Regions from separate parts of the Mus musculus genome. Here region 1 is linked to region 2. A link is a contact called in public promoter capture Hi-C data. All regions are on one chromosome and are shown on one strand. The core of a region is the stretch at or near the end of the contact, and the rest is flanking DNA. Distances in the headings are between cores, read along the strand shown.

Region 1 (5,425 bases), core at 2,736-5,235, 34 kb before region 2:
GACAGCTATAGCACGCCTGTAAAATAAGACAGGATTCACACGAGAACAGACAGATTGAAAGAAAGAAAAAAGAAGCAGATGAACTGCTATAGACTTCCATACTGGGGAGAAATAGCAACAAAGAGAATAGGTGGTGAGGGACCTATAAAAGCGGTGTTGATGTGTGGGGGGTGGAGAATAAGGCATTAGGAAAGATAAGGCTGGAACAATCTCAGGGGAAGCAAGGGGGTGCGTGAGACCTCTGGCCCCTCTTGGCTAGTCCACCCTTTTCAAGTTTAGCTGATCCAGCATAGACAGACCATTTCACCTAAGTAAATTGCAAACTATGTAATGTGTGCAATGCTTTCCCCTTACATTCTCAGAGTAGAAACATGAGGTTAAGGTATCGTCTAGGTCACTTTACTTTTGAAGGCGATAAGGGACCTTGTTTCTTCCAGATTCTGGTGACTATCAGCAATCTTTGCTGGGCCCTGGCTTGTGGCTGCTGATGTGAAGTCTCCTAAAGCCCTGAGTGAATGTGTGTTGCTAATATGAGGACGGCCATGTCAAGGACCTCGGTGCCTTAGAATCATGGGAAATAGGTCTTCTCAGGGGTAAGCTCGGAGAGATGACAAAGCTTTCCTCTGATCCAAGTAAGATTGTTGGCAATGTATTCTAAAAATGTTCACTGTAGCTTTTTCCCCCAGCCCTGCCCCAACCATGTTCACCGACTGAAACTGTTCCCCTTCAGAGAGCTAAACCTGGCTCCTTGTTCGCCTGTCTGCAATGATCCTGCCTCTTTGTTCAGCTATATACAGTATCTGCCCCCTTCAACTGTATGTAATAAACACACTGAACTTCTGTGCTGTAGCTTCTCCATCAGAGTCCAGCCCACCCAATCCCAGCGTTTCTTCTGTTCATCTGTCTGCCATTTCTTTATTCCTTTACCGCCCCTCGTCAGGGTACCAGGACCCAAGCTGATTAAGGATGCACACATGGCCTTCTCTCCTAAGAAAGACAACGTTTCTCTGTGCTTCCTCTATGGCAAGGATACAGCATTGGATTTATTCCCCCATTTTGAATGTAGGATGATATAATCTCAAGTTCTTTAGACAAGTATTTCTGAAAACTCTATGCCAACACAAGGTCACATTCTGAGGTCCTGGGTAAGCATGGGCAGAAAGTGAAGGCTGGGAGCATTATTCAGTTCTCTGCAGAATAGAGTCTGCACCTTTCTTAATTCAGATCCACTTGTGTCTGAACATTTGACAATCTCAGCACTAGTCTAGTCTTCTACAAGATGTTATATTTTCATTACGCTACAAGGGTGTTTCCATAGTATTAGATGATATCTATAAATCCTTTAGGGAAAACTAAGATTTGTTTAGAAATTTTAAAGCTAGCTATAATTTCCAATAGACTCAAACCTTAGATTTTGGTCTTATCTACATAAATAACCAATTCTATTTTTTTCATTTTTGAGTCAGAGTGTCACACATTTTGTGAGAAAATGAAGAACAATAATAAATGTAAAGGCATTTTTGAACTCTAAAATAATATGTAAATACCAATTATTATAAAATTTTAATGTTAATTATCAACAAAATATACTATTGCTGTTAGGCACAATTTTCTAAAAAAAAAAAAAGATTTGTACTCTCTGTGTGTGCCTATGTGTGTTGGAATGTGCATATGTGTACGAGTGTCTGAGGAGTCCAGAAATACTGAATCACTTGGAGCTAGATTTATGGTCAGTTGTAAGTTACCAGATATGGGACCTGGGAACAAAGCTCGGGTCCTATGCAAGAATCGTATGCACTCTTTATTTTTCTTCTATTGAAAACAGTTTTTTCCTTATAATATATACTAACGATAAATGATATGGATATATACTCTACTCCTCCTAGATTCTCCTTATCTCTCCTCTCATCTGGACCCACCTCCTTTCTGCCCCTCATTAGGAAACAAACAGACTTCTAATGGATAATAATAAAATAAAATAAGATAAATCAGAATAGGACAAAACAAACAGAAGCAAAAGAGACCAAGAAAAGGTGTGAGAAACATACAGACACAGAGTTCATACTCATAAATCCCATAAAAAACTCAAAACCGGAAGCCCTGATATATATGCAGAAAACCTGTAGGGTAAAAAAGAGAAGGGGGAAGGAGAAGGAGGGAGGGAGGGAGGTGGAGAGAGAATATGAATTTAAAAATTAAAATTAAAATATTAAGGAAGGAAGGAAGGAGGGAGGGAAGGGAAGGGAAGGGAAGGGAAGGGAAGGGAAGGGAAGGGAAGGGAAGGGAAGGGAAGGGAAGGGAAGGGAAGGGAAGGGAAGGGGGAAAGAAGGGCAAGCCCTGACATATTGTAAGAACAAAGACCCAACCCCCCAATCCCATTAAGTTCATTTTCTGATATCCATCTACTGCTAGGCAAGAAACAAGACCTTCTAAACACAGTAAGACTGGTGCACATATGAATTCACAGCGACTGAGGCAGTGTGCACAGGGCCTGCACGGGTCTGCACCAGATGGGGTCTTAGATCTGAAAAGAGAAGTGGATGCATGCCCCATCCCCAACTCAGAAGCAATCTCCAATTGATAACCATCTGTACATGAAATTTTAGTGTTCTCAAGGGAGTCCCACTGTGGAAACAAACTACTTTGAAGAGTAGTACACACTCCTAACCACTGAGCCATATCTTCAGCCCCTTGCCACATTTTTAAACAACTTTCATTTTTCAAATTATGTGTCTGTATGTGTGTTTGAGCACATGAGTGCAGTACCCATGGAGGCCAGAAGAGAGTGCCTGATCCCCTGGAGGAGAGCTTACAGGCAGGCCACTATAAGTCACCTAATATGGATAATGGGAATAGAACTCAGGTCCTCTGCAATAGCAGTACACAGCCTTAACTGCTGAGCCATCTCTCCAGCAACCGCAATATCTTAAATATCAGGCAAAGGTAAGAAAAGGAAACATCCTGTAACGCCAAAGGACTCATATTTGACACTAATACATTTAAAATATGGTATCATTTACCATTAAATTATTTGGAAATTACTATATATGCCTGATAAGTACAGATATTAATCTATAATAGCTGGAAGGAAGGCAAAGTTAAACTAAATCTTACAGGACAGACAGGACTTTGCTAGAGAAGAAAAATGTTTGGAGAAAGAGGCCCAGGTAAAGATTAATACTCTATCTTAGGGGACAGAGAAGAGGAGATAAGTCTGCCAGGAGCAAATGACAAATGCTGGAGGGAAGATAAGAAACATGGCTAGACATAAATTTCAAAGCTTCAGTATGATGGGCTTGGTGCAGATCAGCAGGCACTGGGGCACCTGAATAGCATAATGAAAGTAAGGATTTGTTGGGGAGAGCCTGGCAGCATTTCCAGACTAGATTAGCAAGGCAGAAGCTAAAAGGAAGGACACGAACTAATCCAAAGCATGCTCATCTTCACAAGTTTCTAAAATCGTGACTGGTTGCAAAATCCATAATTTCTGAAAAGCTGCTTACTTAGAAAATAATTCTAAACCTTTCCTAGTCCCCCTCCCACCCTCCCACCCACCCACCCACCCACAGCATGTCATGTGCTGACTTCACTAGGCCAATCACTGGCCTGCATGGAAGCTTCCGTTTCCTGTCTCTCATAATTCCAGAGCAGAGTAGGAGCTGGAAGAACATATATGCACGCTCCAATCCAATTTAAAAGTCCTCTCTAAACCAATATGGATTGTAGAAGCCACTTTGCCTGTTTATATATTAGACTAAGAAATGTCCATCTCCCAGTCATCACTCCTGAGGACCAAGGTCAAACACATCAGCTCCTTACAGAACACCGGGGCAAACTCTGGAGAGTTTGAACTCTCCACTACTAGAACAGGAGGAGGAATGCCATAATCCCATAGCTCTTGCCAGAGATGCAAACCGTCCCCAGTGGTAGCTGGTTGCAGGGAGGCAAGTCTGAGTCAGTCTGTCAGGCAATGAAATCCTCACTCCATCTGCTCAGAGTAAATTCTCTGCCAAGTTTTGATGCCTGGACACATGAGATCCCACACCCACGCCCATCCCTTTCTCTTCTGAAACAAAATCTGTTTCATATCTTCATCTCTTTCCTCTTCCCAATATTCCAGCTCTAAGAAATTACCTCTGGGTTGCAGGATATAGAAGAGAACAGAGAAGCACATGTTACCCTTGCATCTCCAGGCAGATAAAGGATGCCTGGCTTTTCCACCTAGAATATCTCTTTTCCTTTAGCTATGCTTATTTCTCCAATCCCTTTTTTGAGTGAAATATTAAAAATTCAGAAATATATGTAGATAGATAGATAGATATTATATTTTAAAGAATGGAGCTGAAGTCCTAATTCACACTATAAACAGAAATTTAGGCAAGATAATTCAAGAACCCAAATGGAAGAGGGAATCTATAAAAGCACTGAAGACAGTGCAGCTGTTAGGTCTGGGAGTATAGCCCAGCAATAAAGCACTTGCCTAGCTTATGCAAGATCTTGGTTTGAGTCCCCGGGGTATAGAAACATACAAGTACAAATCTTCAAAAACTTTTACTTGATAATAGTTTCTTTTTAAATATTTAATTTTTACTGTTAATTATGTGCATGTGTATGAGTGGGGTTTCATGCGAGTGCAGTGTCTGAGGAGGACATAAGGTAAGGTGGCACTGGACCTGGGGCTGGAATCCAGGCGGTTGTGACGGGACCTGCCCTTACTCCTCTCCCAGAGCAGTATTCTAACCACAGAGCCATCTCTCCAGCCCCAACAATAGTTTCTTAAAAATGCACAAAACAAGCAACAAAACCATTGTTTAAAAGAACTGACAAATTGAACTATAAATTTACATCTAAAACTTGTGCTTCAGGCCTACCAAAAGTGCCAGGATAATACAAAGAATAGTAGAAAGTATCAGCAAATCAGGTATCTAGTAAAGAATATGGACTTCGAATATATAAAGAGCTCTCACAAAGCAAGAAAAAATCCCATGTAATTAAGCCCACCCAATTAGTCTGGTTAAATCAGAGACTAGGAACTGCATAGATATTTCTCTATGAAAAGAAAATATACAAACAGCCAGTAAATAAATCAATAGATGTTCAACATCATACATAATTAAGGAAATTCAAGACCAAACCACAAAAAGATGACAATTCATACACATTAGGATGGCTATAGCAGTATTTGTTTTTTTAAAAAAAATGTAACTAGAGTCAATGATTTAATAAATTGATGGTGGGGACCCATGTAAAATGTATAATGATGCACGTGCCACATGAAATGGCACAGCCACCACTGGAAAAACAGTCTGGCTGTCTTCAAAACGTTAAACACAGACCCAGCACCTCTACTCCTTTGCACATACTTAAGAGTACACCCAGAACCTGGGGAGGGGTAAGGAGAAAAGGAGGGAGGAGGAGGGAGAGG
Region 2 (5,842 bases), core at 1,388-3,887:
AGGAAGTGTATTATTACTGTGTATCACAGTAACATTCTAACAGTGAGACAATACAGAAGGATGGCAGCAATGAAACCAAGCAGTTTAACCTAAAGTTAAGATGCCACTGGACCATTTGTTAGCTGAATGGCTGTAAGCTCACCACTTACCTTTTCTAAGTCCCTGTTTTCTGAAGACCCAATAGAATACCACATTAGGAGTCCCTCCTTACCAGAGAATCTGACATACAATGGATGCTTGCATAGAGCTTGCCTCCCTTCCCTTCCCTTCCTCCTGAGCAAACACTTGTTGATTTGAACTGCCAGTGATTCTTCCAGGAGACTGCCAGTGGCACTACTGTCGTACTTTCCCACATTACCTTCCTGTTATTCCCCATTACCTTTCCCAGTTCCTGATAAAGGTCTTTTCTACTCTACTATCTTGAAAAATAAGGGCCAACCACACAACCCACCCAGAGGAAATGATTCCAGCATGGTAACAGCAGGAAGCCCTACAGCTCCAGGTAACATGTCACTTCCACCAGTTCATCCCAGCACCCCCTCTCTCCCTCTCTCCCTCTCTCTCTCTCTCTCTCTTTCTCTCTCCTCTCTCTTTCTCTCTCCCTCCCTCCCTCCCTCCCTCCAAGTCTCTCAGTGAAGGAATGGCAGAGAAAGCACAACAGGAAAGCAGCTACAAGAGAAATAAACAGCTCTGGGGTCCCTGTGTCTTCCTCTTGGGAAGAATTCTCAGGTGCAGGCACCAATCAACCTCATCCCCTTAGGAAAAGGAAAACAAAAATTGCTCCCTCACATTCCAAAGGAAAAAACACCTAAGGCTCTGGCCTTTTCATGGTTCCATACCCACCAGTCAGCCCACCATCCACCATCGCTTAAGTCAGCGTCCTACTGCATCAAAGGAACCACTCTGAAGCTCTTAATTAGTCTTCAGTGGACCTCATTCATGTGTTTCTCAACTAAACCTAACACCTTCCCCAATCATCCCCATTCCCTATAGCTCTTTTTAAAAGAAGAAAAAGAAAAGAAAGAAAGAAAAGAAAAGCATTCTTGAAGTTTCCCCTTTACTGCATTAAGGCCAATCATTTTATTTGTGCCCTTTAACAATATGTAATGTTTTTACTTAGGTCTTCATCATCCAGCTGAAAAAGCCACCATCGTTTACACACAAACACAGGAGCACGCATGCTCGCATGCACGCACGCACGCGCACACACACACACACACACACACACACACACACACGCACACACACACACGGAGGGAGGGAAGGAGGGAGGGAGGGAGGGAGGGAGGGAGGGAGAGAAGGGAAGAGAGAGAACAAAATTTTTAAAACATATATCCCCTCCCTGTTGCATATATATAATAATCTCATTATTTTTAAACAGATGTCAATCACACTCTGAGACACCTGTGATCTAACCCACCTTGATATCAATACAGGTACAGGTTTAAAACAAAACAAACAAACAATAACAACAACAAAAACACCTATCCAACTTAAATACTAATATCCACTCCCAACTCATTCCAAACCTTGCAGACTAGAATCTTTTTTGGTGTCCTTTATTTTGATGGCCATCTGGGTCCATTTTCACCTTAGCTTGTATGCGTCTAAACTGTTAAGCCTGCCCCCCCCCCACCATAAGTATTTGTGTTTTGTTTTTGTTTTTTATTAGTTCTTTGAGGATGTTGTACAACCTGTTTTGATCATCTTCACCCTCCCTCCCCCAGCTCTTTCCAGATCCATCCCTCCTTCTCTTCCTTCCCAACTTTGTGGTGTCCCCACCACCACTGTCACAGCCAATATGTGCTGCCCAAATATTCTTGGCTGTGTGGCCTTCCTTTAGAGCGTGGTCGACTTATCACTATTTTTAAGCTCCATTGGTGCTTAATGAAGTAGCTTGCTCTGCCACCGGCCTGGAGGCCACCGAGTCCTTTACCTTAGGACCCATGTCTCTGGGAGGTCAACGCCTGCCCTCGCCCCTCCCACACACAGACACCTGCTCGTCCCCGGTGCTCTCCCGGGTGACCTCGAGGGTCCATCTTCACACCCTGCCCCCGGCGGACCCCGCAGGGGCCTACCAGTCGGTGTGCGGCTCGTCGACCACCAGCAGCACCTTGGCCTTCCTGGAAGCGGCCGAAGGTGCGGGCGCGTCCACCAGGCCGGCGGAGGCGGCCGTCTGCTTCACCGCTTGCGACAGCGAGCTGAAGAAGCTGCTGCCCACCGACGGCGTCGGCGCGGGCTGCGGCGCCGGCTGCGGCGCGGGTGCCTGGGCGGGTGGCGGCCTGCGCTCGGGACCGGGCGAGGCAGCTGAGGTGGCCGCCGACGCCGTAGCGGCACCGGGGCCAGGGGCAGGAGGGGGCTGCTGCGGCTCCGGGCGCTGAAGGTCAGTCATGTAGCCATTGGGCAGGTTGGCGATGAAGCTGCTGTCCGACAGCCGGCGCCTCAGGAAGTTCATCATCTGGCTTGAGGGGCTGAGGGCGCTCGAGGCGGCGGGCCAAGCGGCGCGGGGAGGACGGCGCGGGGACACCGAAGGTGGTCCGCGTCTCCGGGAGCCCAGCAGACAGCCGCGGCGCTCTGGGTCTGGGGAGCGAGCCTGTTAGCGAGGGAGCAGTGGGCGGTGCCGAGGGCGTGACTACTTCTGTCTCCGCCCCTCTCCGCAGAGCCTGCTCCGCCCCCGCCTACTCGCGCGTCCCCCGCCTTTTCAGGCTCTGGCGCAAAGAGAAGGGAGAGTGTCCCCTCCCGCCACCTGAGCGTGACTGTGTGGGAACCAGGAGCTCTCGCAGTGTGGAGGGAAGGAAAGCCGAGAGTCTCCCACCATCATCACCTTCGTGGTTTCAAGAGGAGAGTCGTGTCCCAGTTCCAGACGAAGACACCATCCTAATACCATCTAGTTAGAAGAGAGGTGTCAGCTTCCCTACCCTGAGGTGAGAGAAAAGAGCTACACCTGCCCCTCCACCCGCTCTGGCGTGTGTGTGCGCGCGCACACACACCCAGGACCACCATTCAGTGAGCAAAGCGAAGCATTTCCTTTCCTGAAGCTCAGGAAAATGATGCCAAAGTCCCCAACTTTCAGATGAGAAGGAATGGACTAATCTGTTGCTGCTAATGCGCACCTTGTATGCTGAGACCTGAATGAATGAATGGATGGATGGATGGATGAATGAATGAATGAATGAATGAATGAATAAAAGCTGCCTACCCGTGCTGAATGGGAAAAACCTCTCCCTGACCCAAAAGGTGGGAGTCCAGACCACAATGAAGTAGAGGGCTACCTCACCCTCCTTGAGGAAGAAGGAACCTAAGCAGACCCTCTCCACACTGCCCTGGAGGACATTAGGAGGCAATTTCTGTGCCCCACTTAATAGTGCACAATTCTCTCCCTGACCAGAGAGAGAGAGAGCACGCGCGCGCGCAAGAGAGCCCGAGAAGACTGAAAATGTCTTTTCAGGATCCCTCAGACAGATAGCCAAGGCTACCCCCTCAATTTGCTTCCCTGACATACATTGTTCCCCAGTGTTGTAGGGCGACCTAGTCCCCTAACTGACCATCTCCATGAAGGTTTATCTGACTACCAACTTCTCTGTGCACTCTCTAAATTTTGTGTGCTCTTTGAACCTTTGTTTTGATCTGTCTTCAGGTATATTAGTCCCCTACATTTGTATCTGGACAAAATGTAGCAGATGTACTTGACAGGCAGACCACCTGGAGTGATGCACGACTTTGGGCAAATTACTCCCTTGAACCTTTTTCTTCCACAGCTAATAAAAACAGATAGCACTTTTCAAAGCTGCTGGAGTAAATGAGAACATGTAGGTAAAGCGTCTGGTACGCAGTAGATAAGCCAGTAGTGGGGCCTAAGTCCTTATTCTTATTTCTCAGTAGTATTAGCTAGTCTGAATGGAATCAGTGAGGGTCTTGACACTAATGTTAGCAGGGTGTTCCTGTTTTGTATATCCCAGTTGGTTCTCAGGTCTAAGCCAATAGCATCAGAGAGGCCTGCAGCCAATTGTGAAAATAACCAATAAAATTAGAAAGCAACCCTTGTCTCAGGTAAACTCACAACTAAGAGCTAAGGACTCATAACTAGAGACAACAATTACCCACAATGAGATGTGAGAAATTCTGTAAATCAGTTGGATAAGGTGGTTTAGGAGCAACAAAGGCACAGGATTCATTCACCGCTGAGGCTCAGGAAAGGCTGCTCAGAGGAAGTAATGTTTAAGATGGGTCTTGAGACGTGTGGTAAAAGTTAACAGAACTGGTGAGAAGGCTCTGTAGTTTGGAACACTTGTTACTCCTCCAGAAGAGCCAAGTTTGGTTCCCAACACCCAGGTCAAGTGACCTATGATGACCTGTAACCACAGCTCCAGGGAATATGGCACCCTCATCTGGCCTGCAAGGGCACCCACACACACATGTCAGAACACTTACACAGATACACTATCTTAGTTACTGTTCTGTTGCTGTGAAGAGACACCATGACCAAGACAACTTATCAAAGAAAGCGTCTGATTGGGGGCTTGCTTAGTTTCAGAGGATTAGTCCATTATCATCATGGCTGAAATCATGGCTAGTGGCAGGCAGGTGGACATGGAACTGAGAGAGACAGAGACAGAGACTGGGCTAGCATGGACTTTTGAAACCTCAAAGTCCACTCCCAGTGTCACCTCCTCCAACAAGGCCTTTTAGTCCTTTTCAAACAGTTCCACTAACTGGGGCCTGAGCTTTCAAACATATGGGCCAATGAGAGCCATTCTCATTCAAACTACTACTACTACTACTACTACTACTACTACTACTACTACTACTACTACACCACACACACACACACAAGTAGAAAAAAAAAATCTTTTTTTTTTTTTGAGTATGTACCCATAGAGAAGTAAAGGAAGCATTCAGGCAGAGAAACGGATGCTTGTGAACTCATGGCTCTTCCAGAATGGGCTGTTTCGTGTGCTGACTTTGTCAGATCTCCTGCAGACATTATAATAAAGTATTCTAGTGACTAGGATGTGAGCTTTTCAAATATAGAACTGAATCTTAGTCATCTTTGGACCCCCAACATCCAGTGTATTACCTTCCATATAGTAAGGATTTAACTGTTTTAGAATTGAACTGTATCCTTACATAATTTAGTTCTTTCCTACTGAAGAATAAAACTTATATCACCGATAACCAAATAAACATAATTTATCACACTTTCCTTCCTGAAATTCTTAAAAGTATTTTTTTTTTAAGAAAAATCAAAGAAATCTTTTCCAATGTTTCTCTATTGGCAGGATTTCAGAGGCTCTTTATGTCTTAGGGTTACTATTACTATGATGAAACACCACAACCAAACAACTTGGGGTGGAAAAGGGTTTATTCAGCTTAGGCATCTACATCACAATTCACCATCAAGGGAAGTAAGGATAGGAACTCAAGCAGGAACCTGGAGGCAGCAAATGATGGCAAAGAAAGCTGCTTACTGGCTTGCTCTTCATAGCTTGCTCAGCCTTTCTTACAGAACATAGGACCACAAGTCTAGGGATAGCACCACCCACAATGGGCTGGGCCCTCCCCCATCAATCACTAATTAAGAAAATGCCTTACAGCCAGATCTTATAGAGGCATTTTCTCAATTGAAGTTCCCCTCTTTAGACAACTCTAGTTTGTGTGAAGCTGACATACAGCTAGCCAGCACAGTGTAACTTCTATTTTTAGATGATTTTGCTGTTTTTCTAATATATTTCATTAAGGAATTCCCTTAAATATTGAGCTTTTAGTATGTGTATAAATTTTTTTAAACCAGCCTATTTAAAACGTATTTTAAATATCTAAAACACAGAAGACATTGTATGCT

Evidence for each region. Promoter capture Hi-C pulls out the DNA fragments that hold promoters and counts their contacts.
Region 1: a promoter capture Hi-C map of hippocampal neurons shows a contact between it and region 2, with 4 times the contacts expected there. The contact joins the enhancer-like site here to the promoter of Syn2 in region 2. A contact is called at or near these places in 2 of 39 promoter capture datasets (hippocampal neurons and macrophages), 4 of 484 Hi-C or Micro-C datasets (the HL-1 cell line, brain, cerebellar granule neurons and 1 more) and 1 of 9 other capture datasets (adipose tissue).

The regions. Positions count from the first base shown.
Region 1 is chr6:115,167,676-115,173,100 of GRCm38.p6, reverse strand. All of the region lies in intron 1 of Syn2 (synapsin II), which reads right to left. Among named protein-coding and RNA genes, the nearest start is that of Syn2, 35 kb to the right of the region's middle. Within about 2 kb of position 3,985, at least 18 of the 459 cell types and tissues checked have an H3K27ac peak or open chromatin away from gene starts, as enhancers often do. A contact at or near this core is called in hippocampal neurons and ventral hippocampal neurons, where this site is marked.
Region 2 is chr6:115,131,697-115,137,538 of GRCm38.p6, reverse strand. It overlaps Syn2 (synapsin II), which reads right to left and starts at 2,637. Exons shown (of 13, transcript NM_001111015.1): 1 at 2,079-2,637. The coding sequence starts at 2,458. Gm17733 (predicted gene, 17733) reads left to right here and starts at 2,704. Exons shown (of 2, transcript NR_132436.1): 1 at 2,704-2,924.